Linked DNA regions of Mus musculus: regions 1, 2, 4 and 5 are each linked to region 3. A link is a contact called in public ChIA-PET, HiChIP or PLAC-seq, Micro-C and promoter capture Hi-C data. All regions are on one chromosome and are shown on one strand. The core of a region is the stretch at or near the end of the contact, and the rest is flanking DNA. Distances in the headings are between cores, read along the strand shown.

Region 1 (2,700 bases), core at 10-2,509, 770 kb before region 3:
ACCACAAAGAATGCCTCAGAGATATTTCAGTTCTGATCCTGGTGCTTTAGAGAGCACTTTCAGGGGCGCGCCTCTCTCCTTCACTGAAAGGCCTGGGTAAAGCAACCACATGGCAGAGTCCCAGAATGCACCAGTCCCTTCTCTTCTGAAAGCCTTGTATTGATCACACAGTGGCTCTGTGATATTTGCACCCTTACATCCTTATGCACTGCCTATTGTCACAGCCATAATGTCTGAAGGTGTTTTAGTTTACCTCTACATATTTCACAATGTGTATTCATAAGTCATCATTTAAAGGCCTCTGAATATAAGTTACCCTGTATTTGTCTCCATGTCCTTTGACTTAGGATTATGATGCTTTCTGTTCTGCGGAACACCGAAACTCCCGTGAAGTTCTGGTTTCTGAAGAATTACCTCTCGCCAACATTTAAAGTAAGCACATGGCTATTTTACAATGTGGCTAAAGCTTGATACTAATTTCTTTGTTACCATTGTAATCTCTGAAAACATTTCCCTTTTCAATGTGAGGTTTTTAAATGTGTATTTGCCAAATAGGGCATGGGAGTGGAAAACACATGGACTGAGATGACACAATACAGGATCCGTCCTAGCAGATGCTATCACTAATTAGAAAAACCATTCTCTGGATAAAAACCTTGCAGCACTTCATGGCAAAAGTAATGCCTCTTCAAAACGGGGTTTTCCTTTCTGGTTTGCTTTTTCTCTCTGTTTCTTCTTCGTACGGTGCTTTCGTGCATAACATAAACACTGGTGAGTGCGCAGGTGTAAGCCTGTAGCTTTGCTCTGTTCACAGTAGCCAGGCCCTCCCTCCAGCCAGAAGGTCATTGGCCTAACTACCTGTCTGTCTCAGTTCCTGAGGAGTCTGTTTGGGGAAGCAAGGCAGCAAGCAGTGGGCGTGAGCTGGAGCAGGAGGCTGAGCCACAAGCTTGAAGCAGTCTTTCAACACTCTCAAAGCCCGCCTCCAGTGACGTACTTCCTCCAACAGACACGTCTGCTGCCGCTCCCTCCCCTTCCTCCTTCACACACTCCCTTTCAGCTTGGGAACAAGTTTATTAGAATAGTATTTAAGCAGTTTTCAGTTTCTTTATAATGATTTATAGTAAGCTTCTTCTAAAATGTATTGTTTGATTTGTTATATGTGTCTAGGAGGTAATTCCTCACATGGCTAAGGAATATGGATTCCAGTATGAGCTTGTGCAGTATAAGTGGCCCCACTGGCTTCATCAACAGACTGACAAGCAGCGAATCATTTGGGGTTACAAAATCCTTTTCCTTGATGTCCTTTTCCCACTGGCTGTGGACAAAGTCATATTTGTTGATGCTGACCAGGTAACAAGAGCGATTACTTTTTACTAAAGCTTGCTTTGCATCTAACTGAACATGAACATGAGGATTTGCATTGCTCATTGATTGTCACTGTTAGTTTTTAGACATACACGACACGACATTTTTTATATCCACTAAGAACCTGGAGTTTAAAAACACACTAGCAGAGCGTGCGCAGACGGGAAAGTGTGACAAGAAGTACCGTCTGCGTACAACATGGCAGTTCCTATCTGAAACAGCCATTATTATTATTGTATAATTTGGCAAGTAAAACTAAGACATGTGTACATTATTCGTTATAAAAACAGTTCCATGCACCTGCGCGGGTACGCACGGGTTCCGCGCACCTGCGCGGGCACGCACGGGTTCCGCGCACCTGCGCGGGCACGCACGGGTTCCGCGCACCTGCGCGGGCACGCACGGGTTCCGCGCACCTGCGCGGGCACGCACGGGTTCCGCGCACCTGCGCGGGTATGCACAGGTTCCATGCACCTGCGTGGGTATGCACGGGTTCCGCGCACCTGCGCGGGTATGCACGGGTTTTCCTCTAGCTGCTGACTTGCTGGGAAGGTTAGCGGTGAGTGGTGAGTGTGGCCCTTCTCTCCTGCGTCCACCATCAACAGTGAAACCATCAAGTTTCCATCTGTCCATGACTTACTTAGGAAAGGCTCTAAATTTAGCTGGAGATAATGAAAAGCCACCTTCATTTCCAAATCTGTATGTATAGAATTATTAGCTCATTTCAGGATATTTGTCATCAGTAATCATGAAAATATTTGACAAGTGTACAGAATTTCTAATGCAGGAATACTTAAGTGTTCGTGTATATAAAGTGAATTCACAGGATATAAACGACATATCAAGGACAAAGGTGTATTTTCAGGTTTTATATTAGAATTTGCTGATAAGCATGGAGTGGAGATGGGGGCAGCTTTTTTTCTAAGTCCAGCACTGCAGAGAGTGAGGCAGGAGGATGAGGAGCTCAGTGCAGAAGCACGAATGAGGCCACCTGGAAACAAAAGCCAACCGGGAGGAAAAGACGGCAGAGAAGAGAGCAGGGCCCTTGCCTGGGTGAAGTCTAAGCCACTGCCGTCTGAGCTCTGAGGCCAGAGACTATTTATCACCTCATTGTAGAACAGCAGGGGACTAAATGCAAAAATTTATTGCTGGGCTCCTTACTCTGGTGAGTCAGCAGCCAGAAGCCTCTCTGGCTAAGCTGGTTAACTCTTTGTGAACCACAGAGGAAGGAAAGGAAAAGAATTAAGATGCTGGGGCTGGTGAGATGGCTCAGTGGGTAAGAGCACCCGACTGCTCTTCCGAAGGTCAGGAGTTCAAATCCCAGCAACCACATGG
Region 2 (2,700 bases), core at 77-2,576, 620 kb before region 3:
TACCCAGCTATGCAAATAAAAATGGCAAGAGGAATAATAAAGAAAAGGAAAACGCCTCACATCTAGAAGTGGAGCAAGCTGCTCTTCTTAAGTTTCTGCCAGAATCCATTTAGTCATTTGCAAAACCCTGGAAGAGCCTAGAACATGAACGAGCATTATACTGTATTGACTATACCCTGGAAACTAAACGGTCAGTTTCCTATGGTAATATCTATCTCCAATATATGTATATATATATATATATCTCCAATATATATATACATATAATATAAAATATATATAAATATAAATATAATATAAAATATATAAATATATAAATTATATAAATTATAAATATAACATCTTCCTATGTTAATATCTATCTCCAATTTATATATATATATATATATATATATATATATATATATATATATATATTCATATACCAAGCGAAGAAGACCCAGAATGCTTGCACAAAGCCTGGAAGAGTGGTCACTCATCCTGTTGATCTCTGCTGTCCAACGTCCCCTGCCCTCTGAGCCACTTCACCCCCACCCCCCGTATGAGCAAGGGCTACTGATTTTCTTGAAACTGAGAAAAAGAATGAAGCTCAAGCCCTCAAGTTTGTAGGAGGGATTTTAAAGGAAAACAGCAACAAACTTCAATATGGTTCTTTTGCCTCTCCTCCGTGCCTGGCTTTTCAAAGACTCAATGAACCCGCTAAAGCGATATCAAGGCGAGCATTCATGGATCTCAGTGGTGTCATTTTAATGAGAATCAGATTTTGGTCGTGGGGTGGCCAGCCTCTGCTGCCCTACACTCAGTCCCAGACAGACGCGGGACCAGCCTTGTGCGCCACAACTACCTGAATTGATCCTACTCGTCACCACCAGGGGTTCCCAGGCTCAGAAGACGCCCCACCGGACACCCATCCGTAGACAGCGGGCATCGCAGACCCTCCCGGGGCAGAGTATAAGACCCAGCCTCCCCCACCCGGGAATCCCACGGCCGGTCCATAAGAGGACGCGCCCGCTTGGAAAGCCAGCAAGGAGCAGGGATGGGGATGGGGTCCCAAAGAGATGCAGACCATCCAACGCCAGCATGGAGGGGAACTCCTTGCAGTTGGCGACACCGGTGGAATCGGTAACGCAGATCTTCCACAGGTTGGCAAAATAAGTGGCTGTGGTGATGACAGTGCCATCGATGGTGGAGACCTTCCAGTAGTCGGTGGGCAGTGTGGAAGACACTAGCACCCAGCCCGAGATGGAGACTACGAAGGCGACGATTTCCAAGGCCGTGCTAGCCATGCTGGGCTGCAGCGGCGCTCTCGCTGGTTCCCGATCCCGCTGCCGCGACCCCCACGCGCCCAGCCCCGAGGCTCCGCCCCCGGTCACCGCCTCCGTCCCGCCCACTGGGCACTTGAGGGCACTGGCGGACCCGCACTCACAGTACTGTCAGGGCACCCAGAGCGCGCGGGGAGGTCTTGGGGTACCTCCTGGGTCCCCCGCCCCCAGCAGCTGGCCCGTCGTCTGCAATCGCAAAGCCCTCAGACCAGCGCTCTCCCCTCTCCCCCCGGGCCCGAGGTTCCCAAATCTCTCACAGAGGAGCCGCGGAAACCGGCTCTTTTATTGGTGCTGTCCAGGGACAACCAGATGTGGATAGCCTGCTGCGCCTCCCACCGAGCCACCCCGACTCAGCCCTACCCGCGGCAAATAGCTTGACTCACTGGGTGCCTTGCAAAAGCAGAACAGAAACAACTTTGGTGTGCCCTGAAAAGAAACGGTATGGTAACGCAGCCTCGCTTTGCTGAATGCAAAAGGCCAGTGAGCAACGCTTGTTTGCGTGACCCTGTTTGGCTTGTGAAGAGGGGCATACTGGGACTGAAACTGGCCTTCCCCTTAAAATTCAGTTCTCTTCGGCCTAGTGGCATGTGGAAAGTATTAATCAGGAAGCTCAGACTTAATTGGGAGGTAGCCGATGAGCCCAGCTCAAGTTCCAGAGAGCCCCGTGAGGGTCTTGGCTAATTAATGCACTAGATATGGGGCTGTCATTTGACTCGTTTTCCCCCCAGAGCAACACACTTTCAGTTTGGGGAGTCTGGTCTGGGAGGGTTCTGAAGCAAGAGAGAGATGTCTATGAATCTTTGCTCAGTTGTGTGTGCGTGTGCGTGTGTGTGTCTGTGAGTGTGGAGACCAGAGAGCAGCCCCTGGTGCCATCTACTTTGTTTAGTGGTCCTTCTCACTGCGACTTGTCTTTCAGATTGGCCTAGGCCCGTGCCGCGAGTCTCAGGGATTCCCTTTCTTTGCCTCCCTCCCCAGCTGTACACCCACCGCGGGTCTGGCCTTTTACAGAGGGGCTGGGGATCCAAACTCAAGCTTTACTGATTGTGTATCTCCCCAGCCCTTCTCGACTTTTGTTTTTATCTTGCTTGTGTGAGTGAGAGAGAGAATTATGAGTGTGTGCATAGTGTTTGTGCATGTGTGTGAGTGTATGCACACAGTAGGTGAGAGTGTGTGGGCGTGTGGGTGCGGCTTGTGTGCGTATCTGTATGCATGCATGTGTGAGAATATGTGTGTGTGCTGTGCGAGTGTGTGTGAGTGTGTGTGTGTGTGTGTGTGTGTGTGTGTGTGTGTGCAGGTCAGAGTTAGACATTAAATATCAACCTTTAGGGCTGTTCACCCTATTTTCTGAGACAGGATCCATCACCAAACTAGGAGCTCA
Region 3 (2,705 bases), core at 10-2,509:
TGAGGTAAAGAATTATGATTCTAGAGGAATCAGTTCAATTGTTTTAGCAACAGGAGAGCAAAAACAATACAAAATAAGCATTTACAAACATGACAGCTAAGGAAAACAGAAACCCACTTAACATGCCACTGCTGACTGGCATGTCTGTTATCACAACAAACATTTCAAAAGCCATCGCCTTCTTCAATTTAAATGAGCAACAAAACAAGCCCAATTCTTAAATAAATAGGAGTGCAAACCAATTCATGTTAATGCCCTGATTACAAATCAATGGTTCAAAGGTCCCGTGTGTGTACAAACTGGACATAAATTGCAAAAAGACATTTTAAAAAAAGCTAACCGTGTATACGAATGTGTTACTTGCAAACAGCCAAAGGAAGACAAGTAATCTGCCTGAAACACAAAGTCCCTGAGGAGGGGGGTTCCCCAGGAATATTCGGGGGTGCTATTTGATTTTTGATTGTGTATAGCGTCAATTATAATAGCTCTAACTACCAAGCAAGAAAACTGGCTCAACAGCATAAAAACTGTCAGAGTAGAACATTTTTAAAATTTTTATTTAGAGAAATGATTTATGCTTTTGATTTGAAGCAGCTTTGCCCTATCGTTGAGAGACTGCAAACGTTAAAGAAACAACACAGAGATAGCTCTGACGACCAGAATTAAAAGAAGGCAAAACAAGACAGAAGACAACTGTTTAAAAAAGCTGTGTATTCAGAAGGGGATGCGGGCTCAACCTAGGCTCATTCCTTTTCCAAAGGCTTGCCAAAAATGTTCTGTCCATCCTGGGCTACTTTCCACTCCACTACCTCTGAGTGCAACCATGAGGCAAGAAACTGCCGGAGGCGTCTGTTGCGAGTCACACCTGGCCCTCCAAGGAAAATGAGTACTTTCTTGCCATTCGGAACAGTCTCAAACACTTTCAAAGACTCTTCCCCCACTCCCACCCCCAGGCTCAACCCTCTTCCTCGCCAGTTTCTGAAGCTCTTTTCCTCTGGTGTACCGCTTTCATCCTCCCGGAAGAGCAGCCAGCAGAGCACCAGCAGCGCTGGGCAGAACAGGGGAGCCGCCGGCGACACCAAGCTCCAAACAGTGCGCAGACTCCGCGGCGCGCGGCGGACACTCCACTCGCCTAAACCTGCACTCAAAGTGAAAAAAGAGTAGGAGGAGGAGTGTTGGGAGGGGGGACGGGAGGAGGCTCCGCTGGTCCCTCCTCCCTCCTGGACTCCCCGGCTCCTCCTCCGCACTCCCAGGATATACACACACACTCACACACGGCCGCGGCTGGACATGCACACCCAGCGCCCGCTGCCGGCGCCAACACTCGCAGGTGGCGACACTCACCTGAGCCGGGCTGCAGTCGCCTCGGAAGCGGCGGAGCGAAAGCCTGGGCCCGGAGCTGGGAAAGCAGGAGCAGCCCCAGAGCAGACCTGCGATCTGAGGTGATATAGCACGTTTTCTTTAATCCCCGTCCTCCTCCAGGACCTGGATCCCTGCATCCTTCCAGCCTGCGGCGCCCGGAGTAGCCGGGACCCAGGGGCTCGCGGGCGCGGCACCCACGCGGGCGCACGCTCGGAGGCGCGCTCACCGAGAGGGGCGCGGCTGAGCCCGGGCCGGAAACTTGGGAGAAGTTAGTTGCAAGTGTCTGGCTGCTGCGACCGGAGCTGGGAGAAGGCGCCCGGGCCTGGCCGGCCGCGCCGCACCGAGCAGCCCTCCGCTTCTGGAGTGCTCCGGGAGCCCGAGACCTTCAGTGCGCCCGGGGAAGCTGGGAGCCAGCGGAGCAAGCATGGCCCCGGGGACAGCCTGCAGCAGCGAGTCGGAGAACCCGGACAGTCTCCACTGAGGCCCGGCGACTCAGGCTAACTCAAAACCTCAGCCCGCCTCCTTCCTCTCCTCTCCTGTGCCAAAGCCCGGCAGCAAGATTCTCCAGGCAGGTGCCCGGGGACAGCGTCAGCCCTCAGCAGAACTACAGGATTGGGGGTTCCATCAGCGCGCCCTGACCCCGACACAGAAGACGGGCCGCTGCAGTGTTTGTGTTTCTGTCCGCCGCCCTGCTCTGCGCGCCCCGACCCTACCCCTCCTCTTCCTCTTCGCGGCCACCCCTCCCCCACTCCCATCTGCTTCTGTCAAATGAGAAAGTCACCGGGGAGAACCCAAACACTCCAGCCGCCGAGAGCCCCCTTTGGCACTTGGCAGCACGCGGCGGCGGGCTTCTCGGCTCAACTTGGTGGATCCTCCGCCGCTCAACTTTCGGGGCTGCTTGGCTTTTAAGGCGCTGAAGACAGAGGAGAGGGGAGAGCAGAACCAGGCAGCGGCCACCTGCAGGGAGTTGGCGAGCCAAAGCAACGGGACAGAGGACAAAAAAGCAGAGGGCAGAGTGACACCGCGGAGTGGGGACACCGAGGAGAAGTTTCAGGGTCCCGGAGAGGATTTTTTCTTAGAGCTCGACCAGACAGACCAAAGCGGTCCGGGACGCAGCGCCCCGACCCAGGGCTGGTCGTCTGGTCCTCTCTTCCCGCGCGGGAACGACGCGGGGACGCACGGCCGCCCGCTGAGCCGGTTCCCTCTGGCAGCCAACATTGATTTCCTCCGGGCGGAGGCCGAGGGCCCCGGTGGCGGCGGCGGCGGGCTGCAGCCGCGGCACGGCGACAGCATGTCCAAGCCTGTGGACCACGTCAAGCGGCCCATGAACGCCTTCATGGTGT
Region 4 (2,700 bases), core at 199-2,698, 570 kb before region 3:
CATTAATTTAATTTATTTATCCACTTTGCATCCTGCCCCCTTCCTGGCCCCTCCCCTCAGAGGGCCCCTCTCCCTATTCCCGTCCCCTTCTCATCTGAGTTCCCCCCACCCAGCACATCAAGTCACTGCAGAACTAGGTGTGTCCTCTCCCACTGAGGCCAGACAAGGCAGCTCTATTAAAGGAATGGGATCCACAGTCAACAAACCAATGACTTTTAATGAAAAAAAAAAACAAAAAAACAAACCAACTTCATAAACCTTCTTCTGAGGTGTAGATACCACCCATACACAATTCAAATTACCACACCAATATTGCCCTGAGATGATAACCAGACAGACATTGCAGAAAAAGAAAATTATAGATTCATTGACTGTATGCTGCCTTCCTTTGAAAGGCTCCTAATCACCTTTGCTGAAGGATACGAATGCACCTAAACTACACATACATACATAGCAGGCATATACAGTGTGTATAAATGTGCATATACGAGCATAATCTATTCTTCTGACTTCTATGCTTCTATCCTGATTCCAAATTGGAATCTTCCAAAACAACAACAATAACAACAGCAGCAGCAGCAGCCCAGAAACAACGACTCTCTCTTCAGTGATCTACACCCCAAACAAGAAGATTTAATGCATATAGAAGATGCCTAGTAGGCATTTGTCGTAGGAATGGCTGGAAGGGCTGTTCGGCTGCTCATGTGCATGACATCATGAGGCTTGTTAAAGTGCAGCAGGACAGAAAAGAGCAGGAACAGAAGAGTTAGGGGCTCTGTAGGAGTGACGGACAGGTACCCAAGGCAGGAGAGAGCCTCACAGTGGAGTAAGAAAAGAAAGAAAGGAGAGGAGACAAGACAGCAAGTTAGTCTGCCTGGAGTGGCAATGGCAGTGTAGTTTATATTTAAAGGGAGCAGAATTAAACTTTAACCCTCAAGGCAGGTGAGATGGCTCAGTGGGTAAAGGTGCTTACCACACAAGCTGGGTCACGTGAGTCTGATCCCTTGAGCCCAGGATGGGAGAGTGCCCACTCCACAAACCTGCCCTCTGACTTCCATACATGTGCCCTGGCATACACACCCATACAGACATCACCTGCACAACAGAATAATAGCTTTCAAATTTTAAGGATTTGTTTAGTTTTATGTAGTGTCACATGAGTGCAGTACCCACGGAGGCCAGAAGAGGGCGTGAGAATCCCCCCGGAACTGGAGTTAACAGACAGTAGCGAGCCACCATGTGTTGTTGGGAATGGAACCTGGGTCCCCTGCAGAAGAAGCTGGCGTACTGAGCCATCTCCCCCTCCCACCCTCACCCCCAAATAAAAAGAGTAGCCCTCAGTACACACTTTTATTGCTTCGGTTATCACAGTAAATAGAAACCTCTGTCAGCTTGTTTGCACTCATCCCCATTTGGCCCGATGCAATCTTTTCACTGGGCTGGGCAGTCTTTGTTTTTAGGGTCAAACCAGAGGCGTCCTGCTAAGTCATCTTGAAACCAAACTTTGCTTGCTCTGCATGTTGTTTAGTAATTTAATTAAAATCCCAGGAAGCTTTGGATTAGAGGAATCGTCCTTTAAGCAAATCCAGGTTAGTAAGACGCTGTGACCTGTCTGGGACAATTCCCTCATCCAAAACATCCGGAGCATTGCCTGGATTAATTTGCAACTCACTGGGAGATTTTTTTCGGTTCAATCTGCTAGAGATTTTCTGTCTGCTTCTATTTCTCTTTTCAATTCGGGCCAATATGCATTTATTCAACTCCTTTATTGAAAAAACGATACAAGAAGTGTTACTAAGTCCAAAGAATAAAGAAAATGGCAGATAAAATTCAAGAGGAAGACGAGGTGTAATGAGTGAATAAATATGTTCACTCATGAATAAAAATTTATTCATGAATAAATAAATCCACCCATCCAACAAATGAACCCACAGAGCCCTTATTTTTACTAGACACTGGGTTATTATGCAATATAGAGAGGAACACAGATCAGCATTTCTGTTTTTTGGGGGGATTTTGAATTTAATTTATTTTTATATAAAATACCAATTAAACTCTATGAATCCAATTTACATCATCAAACACTTCTAAAAGAAAGAAGCCAAGAACAATCTCTTTGCACCTCAAGAAGATATAGAATGGAGCTGGTGAGGTGGTGCAGCGGGTAAACATATTTGCACCATGCATGGTGACCTAAGATTGATCCTTCGAGATGGTTTTCTGATCTCCACACACATGAACTGTGTACAAGCATGTACACTGGACACACATGAGCTGTGTACAGCATGTGCATTGGAGAACACACACACAATTTATCTGTTTGTTTGTTTTCTTGGGGCAGGATCTCTCTCTCTCTCTCTCTCTCTCTCTCTCTCTCTCTCTCTCTCTCTCTCTCTCTCTCTCTCTGTCTCTCTCTCTCTCTCTGGCCCTGACTGTCCTAGAACTTGCTATGTAGAGCAAACTGGCCTTGAAGCTACAGATATCTGCCTGCCTCTGCCTCCCAAGTGGCAGGATTAAAAGCATGCACCACCATGCCCAGCTAAAGCATTTTTAGAGAGAAGATATGAATTATCTTCTTTGGGAAATGCTAACAAAATCATGCTGCAGTGATGAACACACTTGAACATGTGGTCAGACAGAGTCCTGTGGTCACGACCATTAGGCTGCAGAAAAATAATATTTTAATTAAATTTTCTGTTA
Region 5 (2,700 bases), core at 97-2,596, 660 kb before region 3:
ACACATTCATGCAATACATACATGCATACACATACATGTATATACATACAAACACACACATCACACACGCATGCACACACATACACATATAGCACACATGAACATATGCGCACACATACACACATTGTACACACATATGAATACCCGTGCACATACACACACAGCATACATAGACATATGCACAGATGTACATACACAGAACATATGAACACACACATGCACACACACACACACTTATACACCTATGCACACAGAACCATGCAGGAACTAAAGTGCTAATTAATCGATATTTAAGAGTTAAGAGGGTAGTAGAAGCAGAGAAAGGCAGAGAGAGGGAGAGAGTAGATAAGTAGAGGCCAGCCATGGTCATGAACACGTGGAGAGAGAGGGGAAGGGAAGAGCCCAAGAGGGCAAGGGGGAAGAAAGAGTAAGAGAGGGAGGAGAGGGCAAGCAGCCACTTTTATAGTGGGTCAGGCCTACATGGTTGTTGCCTGGTAACTATGGGGTGGAGTTTAGACAGAATGCTAACATAACCTGCATGTGCAAGGCCAAGGCCAGGTGCAGCAGCCTCAGGAATAAATGGAAACAAAGTCTGTCCTTAAGGAATTTGCAGTCTACAAAATAACCAAATAGTTGCCATTGTGTTATTACAAGGGAACAGATAGACTATGGTGATATGGGTTGTCAGTCTCTGGCAATTTGAGTCATGGAGGCAAAAATGAATGTGTTGGAATGGCATTCTAGGTAGGGCAGACAATGGGCAGAATATGTAGCAGGCAAACACTGACTATAGTAGTGGCACAGCTAATCACTTAGCTGAGCACAGAGCACACAGAAGAGACTTGAGGGAGATGTTGGTTCTGATTATTCAAGGAGGACTAAGCACAAGACTCCACTTGTCGAGGTGTTTCTGTGGACATGCGTAGCCTTTGGATGTCCTTGATCATGCTGGGCATGAAGGATTGGAGAGCTGGATTATGGAGACAGTGGCTTGGACAGAGTATGTCCAAAGAATCAAGGCTGGAAAGAGCAGCTTGGGCTATTGGTAACTGTGGACCTAACAGTTCTTCCCTAAGAGCTGGCTACTTACAGAAGCAGAAATGATTCAGGCAACAGCTCCACCGAGGGACATGGGTGCATGGGAGCATGCGCGACAGCTCGCTAATGCCTGGAACCTGGAGCACACTCCACGGCCTGCAGGGAACTCATCACATTAGAGTTTTTTCCAAATGACTGTTCTAGACTTCTGGAAAGCTCTGATGGTCTCTGGTCTGGTCTCAGAGGCTTCTTTGTAGCTTGTCTTGTCTGAGAGGGACTCTCAGCTTTTATTGCTTCCTGTGGTAGGAAGGTGTTATGCCCCAGCTCTGCACGAAACCCGTGAGAGCTCAAGAACTGTGGAGGCCCCTGCAATCGTGCATGCGAGCCTTTTATTTTCCAGTCAGACTTGGATCGAAAACCTTCCCACAGTGAGGGACAGGAGTGTGACCTCGAGCGTGGATGGCCTGGTGGATGGCCTGGCACTTATATACAGCATAGTTAGAGATTCTTTGACTGCTTAGGGTGACGGGGGGGAGGCGGGTGAAAGAGTGTCAGGAGGAAAAGTGCTCTGTGGTCTCTGAGCTGCAGGTGGGTGAGCTGTGTATCCTGTAAGCCAGCTTGATGGTTGCCTGTTGCCGGTGCCTCAATCCCGAATGCCGCCACGGCCCCTGCCCCAGCACCTTCCCCATGTGTCTTTCATCCCTTCCCAGGATGGGGCTTGGTTTGATAGAGCTCCTGGCAGATTTCCTTGTGCAGATGGATAAAAGTCATGTCCCTGGTAAAAGTCAACCGGGCATCGTATTTCCCAGTCTCCAACTCATGTCCTGGGTGAGATGGGATAGCTCTCTCCACTTCACCCTACTGTAAGGCCAGGCTCATCTCCAGCCTGTAGCCTCGCCCTGGGGGCTCTCTAAGACAGAGCTGGAGTTTGGGGCCTTGGATATCTGTAAGATTGTGTCTCCGTGTGACTGCTTACCCGCTCTTGCTTCACACTCGAGTTTTACTCGCTCTTTTCATCTTTGCCAGCTTCTCCTAGCCAAAAGTTAAGAGTTCCAGCAGGTGGCCAGGCATAGGTGTGTGCTATGAAGTTCTAATCCGTCCCTCTTGGACGGACGGTCTGGCTTCTACTTGGCTTTATCTCTGCTGTTGTATTTTAAACAGATGGCTCATGGGAAAGAACTTTTTAAGTTGTATCTCATGTGTCAGCGAGAGATTAAGGCATGAGAGGCTTGAGTCCTCGAAATATGTAATTTAAAAATAATTGAAGTTAATAGAGAATACCTAGAAATCGGAGAGTTCCTGAAAAAGTGGCCAGTTGTTGCCGCCTCAGCCAGGCATGGTGGACCATGCTCACAACCCAACCGTGTAGGAGGTGGAAGCAGGATCAAGGTTAAAGGTCACTGCTCACTATAAAGAGAGTTCAAGGCCAGCCTCAGCTATATAAGACCCTATCTTTAAAAATAAATAAATAAATAAATAAACTAAAATAATAAAATCAGAAGTTATTGCCTTAGTATTTCCCAATAGATCTTTGCTATTTAGGCAAAATATATCGGGGGATATGTGCATATAGTAGCTTGTATATACCTATGTATGTCTGTATAAATTATTTGGAAGCAAACAAATGTATTCGTGTAACTCCTTTTCTTCTTCATTGACAGA

The links. Promoter capture Hi-C pulls out the DNA fragments that hold promoters and counts their contacts. A called contact is a pair of places that touch in the nucleus more often than the background predicts. ChIA-PET counts read pairs in DNA pulled down with a chosen protein or histone mark. HiChIP or PLAC-seq counts read pairs in DNA pulled down with a chosen protein or histone mark.
Region 1: a Micro-C map of embryonic stem cells shows a contact between it and region 3, with 8 times the contacts expected there. The contact joins the enhancer-like site here to the promoter of Sox21 in region 3. A contact is called at or near these places in 1 of 39 promoter capture datasets (stem cell-derived epiblast-like cells), 1 of 484 Hi-C or Micro-C datasets (embryonic stem cells), 1 of 115 datasets of contacts at active chromatin or transcription factors (embryonic stem cells) and 1 of 9 other capture datasets (embryonic stem cells).
Region 2: a promoter capture Hi-C map of embryonic stem cells shows a contact between it and region 3, with 7 times the contacts expected there. The contact joins the promoter of Cldn10 here to the promoter of Sox21 in region 3. A contact is called at or near these places in 4 of 39 promoter capture datasets (cranial neural crest, embryonic stem cells, hippocampal neurons and 1 more), 1 of 484 Hi-C or Micro-C datasets (embryonic stem cells), 10 of 115 datasets of contacts at active chromatin or transcription factors (astrocytes, embryonic forebrain, embryonic hindbrain and 3 more) and 1 of 9 other capture datasets (embryonic stem cells).
Region 4: a contact with region 3 is called in an H3K4me3 HiChIP or PLAC-seq map of embryonic stem cells, with 9 times the contacts expected there. The contact joins the enhancer-like site here to the promoter of Sox21 in region 3. A contact is called at or near these places in 19 of 39 promoter capture datasets (the 3T3-L1 cell line, 3T3-L1-derived adipocytes, the C10 cell line and 11 more), 3 of 15 datasets of contacts at CTCF or cohesin (embryonic stem cells, large pre-B cells and stem cell-derived epiblast-like cells), 4 of 484 Hi-C or Micro-C datasets (the G1E-ER4 cell line, bone marrow-derived macrophages and reprogramming fibroblasts), 15 of 115 datasets of contacts at active chromatin or transcription factors (astrocytes, embryonic forebrain, embryonic midbrain and 6 more) and 3 of 9 other capture datasets (adipose tissue, embryonic stem cells and embryonic tail).
Region 5: an RNA polymerase II ChIA-PET map of memory CD8 T cells shows a contact between it and region 3, with 12 read pairs. The contact joins the enhancer-like site here to the promoter of Sox21 in region 3. A contact is called at or near these places in 4 of 39 promoter capture datasets (cranial neural crest, embryonic stem cells, hematopoietic stem and progenitor cells and 1 more), 3 of 115 datasets of contacts at active chromatin or transcription factors (differentiating embryonic stem cells, memory CD8 T cells and stem cell-derived neural progenitor cells) and 2 of 9 other capture datasets (adipose tissue and embryonic stem cells).

What each region holds. Positions count from the first base shown.
Region 1 is chr14:119,005,795-119,008,494 of GRCm38.p6, reverse strand. It overlaps Uggt2 (UDP-glucose glycoprotein glucosyltransferase 2), which reads left to right. Exons shown (of 39, transcript NM_001081252.2): 33 at 348-432; 34 at 1,168-1,350. Among named protein-coding and RNA genes, the nearest start is that of Dnajc3, 69 kb to the right of the region's middle. Within about 2 kb of position 1,259, at least 375 of the 459 cell types and tissues checked have an H3K27ac peak or open chromatin away from gene starts, as enhancers often do. A contact at or near this core is called in embryonic stem cells and stem cell-derived epiblast-like cells, where this site is marked.
Region 2 is chr14:118,853,576-118,856,275 of GRCm38.p6, reverse strand. Cldn10 (claudin 10) reads right to left here and starts at 1,326. Exons shown (of 5, transcript NM_021386.4): 1 at 1,067-1,326. The coding sequence starts at 1,286.
Region 3 is chr14:118,235,584-118,238,288 of GRCm38.p6, reverse strand. It overlaps Sox21 (SRY (sex determining region Y)-box 21), which reads left to right and starts at 1,259. Exons shown (of 1, transcript NM_177753.3): 1 at 1,259-2,705. The coding sequence starts at 2,654. Gm4675 (predicted gene 4675) reads right to left here and starts at 2,057. Exons shown (of 3, transcript NR_131969.1): 1 at 1,345-2,057.
Region 4 is chr14:118,802,964-118,805,663 of GRCm38.p6, reverse strand. It overlaps a transcript of Cldn10 not described here. Among named protein-coding and RNA genes, the nearest start is that of Gm41248, 6.1 kb to the left of the region's middle. Within about 2 kb of position 1,448, at least 11 of the 459 cell types and tissues checked have an H3K27ac peak or open chromatin away from gene starts, as enhancers often do. A contact at or near this core is called in embryonic stem cells, where this site is marked.
Region 5 is chr14:118,891,832-118,894,531 of GRCm38.p6, reverse strand. Dzip1 (DAZ interacting protein 1) reads left to right here. Exons shown (of 22, transcript NM_025943.3): 14 at 2,700. Among named protein-coding and RNA genes, the nearest start is that of Dzip1, 32 kb to the left of the region's middle. Within about 2 kb of position 1,346, at least 20 of the 459 cell types and tissues checked have an H3K27ac peak or open chromatin away from gene starts, as enhancers often do. A contact at or near this core is called in memory CD8 T cells, where this site is marked.